2 separate regions of the Mus musculus genome follow, and region 1 is linked to region 2. Evidence: chromatin contacts called from public promoter capture Hi-C data. All regions are on one chromosome and are shown on one strand. The core of a region is the stretch at or near the end of the contact, and the rest is flanking DNA. Distances in the headings are between cores, read along the strand shown.

Evidence for each region. Promoter capture Hi-C pulls out the DNA fragments that hold promoters and counts their contacts.
Region 1: a promoter capture Hi-C map of pre-B cells shows a contact between it and region 2. The contact joins the promoter of Cnot1 here to the promoter of Cyld in region 2. A contact is called at or near these places in 1 of 39 promoter capture datasets (pre-B cells) and 1 of 484 Hi-C or Micro-C datasets (B cells).

Annotation. Positions count from the first base shown.
Region 1 is chr8:95,805,990-95,809,811 of GRCm38.p6, reverse strand. It overlaps Cnot1 (CCR4-NOT transcription complex, subunit 1), which reads left to right and starts at 2,367. Exons shown (of 49, transcript NM_001372353.1): 1 at 2,367-2,479. 4930513N10Rik (RIKEN cDNA 4930513N10 gene) reads right to left here and starts at 2,982. Exons shown (of 4, transcript NR_015574.3): 1 at 632-2,982.
Region 2 is chr8:88,694,874-88,698,877 of GRCm38.p6, reverse strand. It overlaps Cyld (CYLD lysine 63 deubiquitinase), which reads right to left and starts at 1,850. Exons shown (of 17, transcript NM_173369.3): 1 at 1,779-1,850.

The sequences.
Region 1 (3,822 bases), core at 1,118-3,617, 7.1 Mb before region 2:
ATATACGCCAGGAGCCATCAACTGTCAGCAGTTAAGAGCACTGACTGCTTTTCTAGGGGTCCTGAGTTCAAGTCCCAGCAACCACATGTTAGCTTACAACCATCTGTAATGGGATTGGGTGCACCTTTTCTGGTGTGTCTGAAGACAGCTACACTTCCATATACATAAAATAAATAAACCTTTTAAATTTTTAAGAAATTTTTTTTTTTTTTTTTTACTTTTAACACCAAGTTCTTCTGTTGTATTTTACTTTAGCCCCGGGATATTTTGTGAAAGTCGGACAGGGAGGGTGGGAAGAAGGCTGAGAATCAGCCAGGTGAGCTCGTCTGCTCGTTAGGACATCCTGTTCTTAAGGATGTTTGAAAGCAAACATTCGTAATTGCTGAGTTAGAAGGTGACCCTTCTAGATCCTTTATGAAGGTCTTCTCAGCCATTTTAGGAAAGACAAGAACCACCCAGCCTAGATACACAGTCAAAGGACTTTGACCTTTAGGGCATTGTGAAAATCCTGGCTCAGTTTTTATGGCTGTCAGATTTTAGTAGTGATGTATAACCTCCGAGGAGAGATGGGCAGTGAGCTTAAGAATCTCCTCTAGGAGGCCCCGTTTATATCAGCTTTATTTCAGCTTACCTTCAGTTTGGGGGCAATTGAAGCTTGAACTAAACTGGTTGTAGAATTACAGAATTGATCTTGGGTAGTTGACTTGTATGTCCCCCTCCCCCTTCTCCAGAACAGTCTCAGTTCATCTTTGTCTCTCTTCTTCTTTAACAACAAAAGAAAACAAAACCCACAAAACGAAACAACCCCCATATTGCTAAATTGCACAAATAAAACATTGATAAAAAAAGTTCAAGATGGGGGCTGGAGAGGAGCTGTTTTTGCAGAGGTGCAGGGGTGGGTTTCCAGCACTCATAGAGCAGCTTACAACTTTACTGCTGAGACTCTCATCTCAGTCCCGGGGCATCCAATGCCTTCCTGGGTACCAGGTCCACACTCTCTAGGTGAACATATATATAGGCAAGCACTCAGACACTTTTTTTTTTTCATCTAGGGGTTGGAAAGATGGCACAGAGATTACAAGAGCTGGCTGCTTTTCCAGAGGACCCACCCAGTGGCTCACAACCGTTCACTTCCAGAGGGACGGGCATCCTCTTCTGACCTCTGAGGACATTGTACATGCATGGTGCATAGATTTACATGCAAGCAAACGCCTGTACACGTAAAATAAGTAATAAAAGTCTTTAACACATCTCTTTAAAGTTCAAATAGTACTGGTATGAGAGGTTACGTCTATTATCATCTCAGTATTTTGGAAGATTGCAAGGAGCTCAAGGTCAATTTATGCTTCTTAGTATGTTTCAGGCCAGCCTGGACTACAGTTGGGTTAACTGAAAGAGACCTTGTTTCAAAACTCAAACAAAAAGTCTAAAAGATAGGAGGACACAGTGGATAACGTAGCCTTTTATCCAAGAAGCAAAAGGCATTGGCATCCTTGAGAATAGCCAAGAGCAGGAGGAGAACTTCTGTTTCTATATCTCTGCAAAGCGTCCCTGCTTCAAAAGACAAATGGAAAACAAACTTTAAAAGAGCCAGGATTAGGTGGGCATCTGGGAGACTACATTCTCCAGCATGCATTGCTGCTCTAGGGCGCAGACAGTGATGGAAGAGACCACGTTACTTTTGCGACAGGAATAGGCGGGGCGTGCGACTACATAACCCAGGATGCAAAGGACCTCAACTTTGCCCCGCGTCTGACGCCTTCTGATGACTGGTGCTCCTTGCTAAAGAGATCCGAGGGGTGGACAATGCTTCCGCTGGGAACCCGCACAGCCTCTCGGACCGTGACATTTCGAAAGACGAAGGAAAGTAGACGAGCATCACCCTGTCTCTAAGTTAGAGTAGTTTGTGCGCAGGGTGGCAATGCATTAACGAGCTCCCTTCCGTATTTTTTTGTTTCCCGGAGGCAATGACCAGCCAGTCCCCATAGGTCGAACACCTCGAAGGCTTATGTCTTCGAGTCCCAAATCGAAGTTCCCAACGTCTAACCATTGGCTTACACCCGGGTGCGCAGGCGCCCAGACTCGGACCCAGTCCCAGGGCTGATGAGCGGCAATTGGCCTGAGCCCCGCAAACTAGGAGTCTGGATTGGTGGTTGCTAGCAGGAGCCTGGTTTCTTCCTCGACTTCTGCGAGTGATTAGTGTGTGATTGGTTTAAATCCGCGGGTACCCATCGGCGATTGGACCGCCGTTGCGGTCAGCGCGCGGCCATTGGCTGGGCGCTAGGGCCATCCCTCCGCCAAAGCGGGCAGCGAATGGTGAAATGGGAACTGGGAGGGGAAAGGCCGCGACGTGAGCGCGCGACCTCGGGCGCCATTTTGTCGAGAAAACAAGCGGAGTTAACCGAAGAGGGGGGTCGAGGAGAGCCGGAGTCGAGGACCCAGGAGTTTCCTGTGTCCAGCGCTGCGGGAGCCGACTGAGGTGAGGCGGGCTGGGGCTGCGGTTGGAGGTGGCGGAGGCTGGGAGTGTCAAGCTCGGGACGCGGGTCCGGGTGGGAGCGGTACCGGGGGTGGGGTGGACTGGGGACCCTGGAAGCCTTTTCCCGGGGCGTCGGGACTCGGGCAGGCGAGCCGGAGACGTGGAGCCAAGGCGGGAGGGGACGGACTCGGCCCGCTCGCGGCGGCTTTGCTCTCTTGGAGAAGGGAGACCGGGGGCTCACGTTCCTGGATTCGGAGCGCCCGGGCGCGGGTGAGCAGCTCCGGAGCGGCTCGGCCTGGAGGCCTTGCCTGGAGGCTTCGAGGATGGCGGCGGCGGAGGTGGCAGTTCGGATCCCAGGGCCTCGGCTCGCCGCGCGCGCAGGGCTGCAGCCTCCTCGGAGCGCACGAGCTCCTCAACTGTCCCTTTCCTCCCGGGCTCCCGGATGGGGGGCTATGGGCGCGGGCGCCCGCGGCCTACCTAGGTTCCTCGCTGGGCGGGCGGGCCAGGGGGCGGGTTTGGAGTTGCTGCCGATTCGTAGCGCTTTCCGGGGACTCCCTCCCCTCCTGCGCCCCCCAGCACGTTGTCAAGCCCCTCGCTTTTGGCTGCTTGGCGGTGGGAGGGGCGGGCGGGCGGGAGTGAGCACTTCCGTGTTACCCTTCTCGCTACAGGTTTTTTGTTCCACTCGCGCGCCCCGGCGCTCGCACTTTCTAACAAGTCGATAGCCCCCCAACTTAAGTCACCTAGGTCCCTGTGCGGTTGGTAGTGTTGGTTCTGCCTGTCCCAACGCCCCCAACCCTCCAACCGGCAACTACCGGCAGATGCCCACCAGTGAGCAGAATGCTTGTGGGTCTTGATTTGGTGCAGATCTTGGAGAGATCTTAGGTTAAGCCTAAGGCTAATAAGCAAACACATTTGGCCATGCCACCAGGTCCGGGAGGGAGCTCACCCACCTGTGCTCACAGACATTACTTGCAGGAGGAGTGCTTTGTAGGTTTTGAAAAGAAGTGCTTTTCAAAGTGTTGTATGGAAAATTAAGCTTCATGAGAGGTAAACGTTCCCCAGAAGTCACCTCGACAAATATTACAGTCCCACCTTCCGTGGACATTTAATCCAGGCAGGCCTTGTATCAGTGAGCTCTAGCCCCAGATGTCGAGTTTCTTTGGGGCCTATATACTTCTTTTTCCTCTCTATTCAAAACCGAGTAACAGTACTTGAGTTTTCCGGTTTTGTTGCAGTTCGGTCCCTTGTGATTACAATGGAGAGGGGGGGGAACCCAACAACAATCAGCCAATAATTGAGTGGGTGTACTGCTTATTAGAGAAAATACCAGCATTTCCCTCCTGACC
Region 2 (4,004 bases), core at 601-3,100:
AATGTGACTTCCCCACTCCTTGTCTTTCCAGGGACTAGACCAGAAAACTTGATTAGCTTAGATTGTAATGGTGGAAGCCAAAATGCTATTTCCTTGTCCTATTTAAGTGACCAGAAGTTTCTACTATGTTAAAAATAAGAGTCAAGAAATAGAGAAACATGATGTTTGCCTAAAATATCATTAATTCTCTGGGGAAAAAAATCACAATCAATTTTATACTATGCTACTATCCATATAAGTAGAAACAAGTAAGGTGAAATGTCACAATTATGAAACCAGGTTGTTTGGAGCTTCATTTGAAACTAAAAATGTAAGATGACAGTATAAACACCAGGAGCAAAACACTAAGTATAGATTGATGGGCAGGATAATTACTGCTCTTTCTTCATGTATTAAAGACTTCCTTAAATCACTTAACCACAGTTTAGGTATCTTCTGTTTAATATGTCATTTTTACATAACAAGTTCCTGGTCTTATCAGCTCATCTCAAAAGTTTCCAGTCCAAACAAGGCTTTTTTTTTTTTTTTTAAAGAATACCTTAAAATTTTGCAGCAGAACATTAGAGAATGTTCTGGGTACTGTCAACATTCAAATTACATGAACTTCACTAAGAATTTCCAGCAAATCACTTTCCTTCAATACTGTTCTAGTGCAAATCCACCCACTACCCAGCGGGGAGCAGCAGGCTAAATTCTTGGGGCCATTCAACCTACTTGAGGTATGAGGGGGTGTGCAAGAGACTGATGTTTGAATGCACGCCCTCTTGATGCCTGCATTCTTCTCTGGAGCCAATGATTACAAAAATGAGCAATCTTATTAGGAATCCCTGATTAGCCCCAACACAGACACACACAGACACACACACACACACACACACACACACCACAGCAAGGTATGAATGAATGCTCCTCTAAGGAGACAACTTTCCAGGGAAAATCAAAAAGAGGAAGGTGGCGGGGATAGTGGGGGTTGGGAGATTGCAAGGCTTGGTGGCTAGAGGATGACAAACCCCTAAAACATGCAAATGCCAAGGGGTGGAATAGAAAAAGATGCCAAGGACATGAATAACCTGGCAGCTGACCCAGATGAACTCAGTTCCAGACCATGATCATTCGCGACTTGGCGGTCTCCTCCAAGGCTGACCATAATAATAAAAGGAAAAACAAGGTACCTGTCTCAACAGGATGCACCTTCCAACTACACAACTGTGCAAAACCATCCTCTCTCCTCCCCCCTCCCTCCAGACCAGAGAAACTGAAAGAAAAAGCAGAACACGCCATTAGCGAGGCCAGACTGCTCTTCCGGGAGCGGAGCCACCAACACCCCACAAAACAGCACAGACGTGAGGTACCATAACCCGAGATTCTCCCTGCCTCCTGCAGCCGTTGGGAGCCAGGCAGGGTCCCGGCCTCAGTTTCCCCATCTGTCCACGACGGCGGGCCAGAGAGAAAGACGGAGTCCTGCACTGCTCCTACCCAAGCCCTGTGGTGCAGGAGTCCCGCGAGTCGGGAGCCCTCGGGCAGGCTGGAGGTGACAACCGCGGTTGACGTCAGAAGCTCGTCGGCCCGGGGCAGCTAACGGGCGGGCGCTGAGGCCCGACGGTCGCCTCCGCGCTTCAGGGCGCCTGAGGCAGAGCAGGAACACTGGGGACCTAGCGTCAGCCGCGCGGCCGCGCACACTCACCCGCCTCGGCCGCCGCTCAGCGCCGCAGCCCCGGGCTTCAGAACCAGCGTCCCGGGCCGGCCGGGCGCCCCACACCCACCACCCCAGTATTTACCTCAGGCGCGCGGGCCCCCGCGCAGCCGAACCTGCTACCTGGGCCCGCCCCCACCTGCCCCGCCTCCGAACTGCCCGCGGGGAGGGAGGAGCGGAGGCGGAGAGGGTAGATGCCGCGCTAGCCAATCGTATTCAGAGATCCGACCCTGCGTGCGCTCTGATTGGGTTTTCTTGTAACAGACCTTCCTCCAATGGCTGCTGGCAGGGTGCTGGCTGAAGGGACTTTCCGCTCGGTCAAGCTCGGTGGAGGCAAAGGGAAAGCGAAGGGGCGGGGCAGAGGAGAAAGGGTGGGGGCGAGGAGCGATGGCTGATTGGGCGAAAGGCCGCCAGTGTCATGTCACCATTGGCTGAAACCACGCCTGGGCGGGGCGCTGTGCTCTTAGCTCCACCCTCCTTGCGCGGGTCTTGTCTCTTGGCTTAGCTGTCAAAACTAGGGTGGGAAGCGATCCAGAGAAGAACTGAGAATAATTTTCAGAATTCCATTGAAAGAACAAAGCTTAGAATTACACCTAGAGTCAATGTTTTCTTTCTCAGTTTGTCAACATGTAACACGGGGAACTCCCAACCATCCTAAGCCTCAATTTCCTCGTCTGTAGAACGGAGGTGTTAGTACCACCTGTTTTACCGGATTATTGTGAAATGCTATATAGTATCTCCTAACAGTAGACTCTGTACAAACTGAAGCTCTTTCTGTCCTCAGATGGCGTCTGGGACACCTGCTGTTTTTTTAAACTTCTGTGGCCATCCTCTCCAAGGGTGGAGAGAGTCTCCTAAGGATAAAGAAAGGCTTTCCACCCTCTACCTTACCCGGGACTGCATCCCTGGCCACCAGCCAGAATTAAGGGTATAATGAAGGATCTTTCAATTAGACGGAAGGATTCTGACTCCCAAAAGTGTTCAAAATATTTAAAGAAACTCTTTTTATAATCAGCCCCAGAGCCTGGCAGCACATGACTTGCTTCACTGGATAGTTCTCTTAATTAATTCCTTCTCCTTTGACATTTTAACTACTAATTATGGGAGAAGGTGATTAATACTGAGAAGGAGGGGTGTGTGTGTGTGTGTGTGTGTGTGTGTGTGTGTGTGTGTGTGTGTGTGTGTTTAATCATGACACAAATTTCCCCAGTGAAGACTACCATGTTTCTGAAAATCCAAACAATGAAAACCACTAACACAGAAGCAGACAGACACATGGGTGATTGCTAACAGTATTAACTCACAACTCCTCTCCCTGCTGAAATCAACCATGATGAAATTGGTATCTTCTGAAAACTGAAGCCTCAACTCTTTCCTGTCTTTCACTGGTATACATATATCCTGTTCCCAATTTCCCAAGCTCTAGCCACATGATATAAATCAATAGTGACACACAGTGGCCTTAGACAACAACATTCCCCTATAGATCTGGATTCTCCCATGACACTGGCATGATTCAGAGATCCAATCTGGCTGTGTGGGAGAACATTTTGCTTGGCCCCATCCAACAAGGAAGAGGACAGAGTTGAGGAAGTAGACTTGGGAATCTTTTAGTGGGTCAAGCAGACTTATTTTCTCCAGATTGTCAGAGTCCTTCCCCCACTCTGTTTTCTCTCCTCAGATCCTTTCTCTCATGCTCATTGTCCTTAGGCTCCTGGAGATGTGATTTGCCGCTCCTGGCTGAAGCATCTTTATGTCCTTTCTGATAGTGACATCTTGTATAGTTGAATGCTCTGCTTCAGTAGGGTTTGCCACTGCACTATCAGTAACCATGTACCTCACTTATCCCCACCCCCACCCCCGCTGACACATGCTCACTGAATCAGGATAAGGGCCTGACTTCATCCAAGATCACCAGCTCATCCAAACCTTACTTGCAGGCTCTTCTTAGTCGCCATTCCAGGTCAGTCGGTACTGGCTGCCTAGAACTGAGCTGCCTAGAACGATGCTGAAGCTGTGCGTTCAGGCTCAAGAGATAAAATAGCCGCCATGGTCTGACACACAAAAATGATGTTATTGTCATACTAGATACTATTTGCAGTTCTTCATCTTTCCGGTGTCTTGTTTTATGGAAGGGAGATTAAGGTCCAGAGAGGGAAAATAGTTTCCCTCAGTTACACAGCTGTTTCTTCGCCTGAGTTTAAGTGGTATCTCTGACTAAAGTGCTTCCTAGGCCTCCACAATCTTCCCTTCAAGTAAGGCCCAGCCCAAGTGCAAACTCTACCAGCCATCTTTTCAGATGACTCCAGAC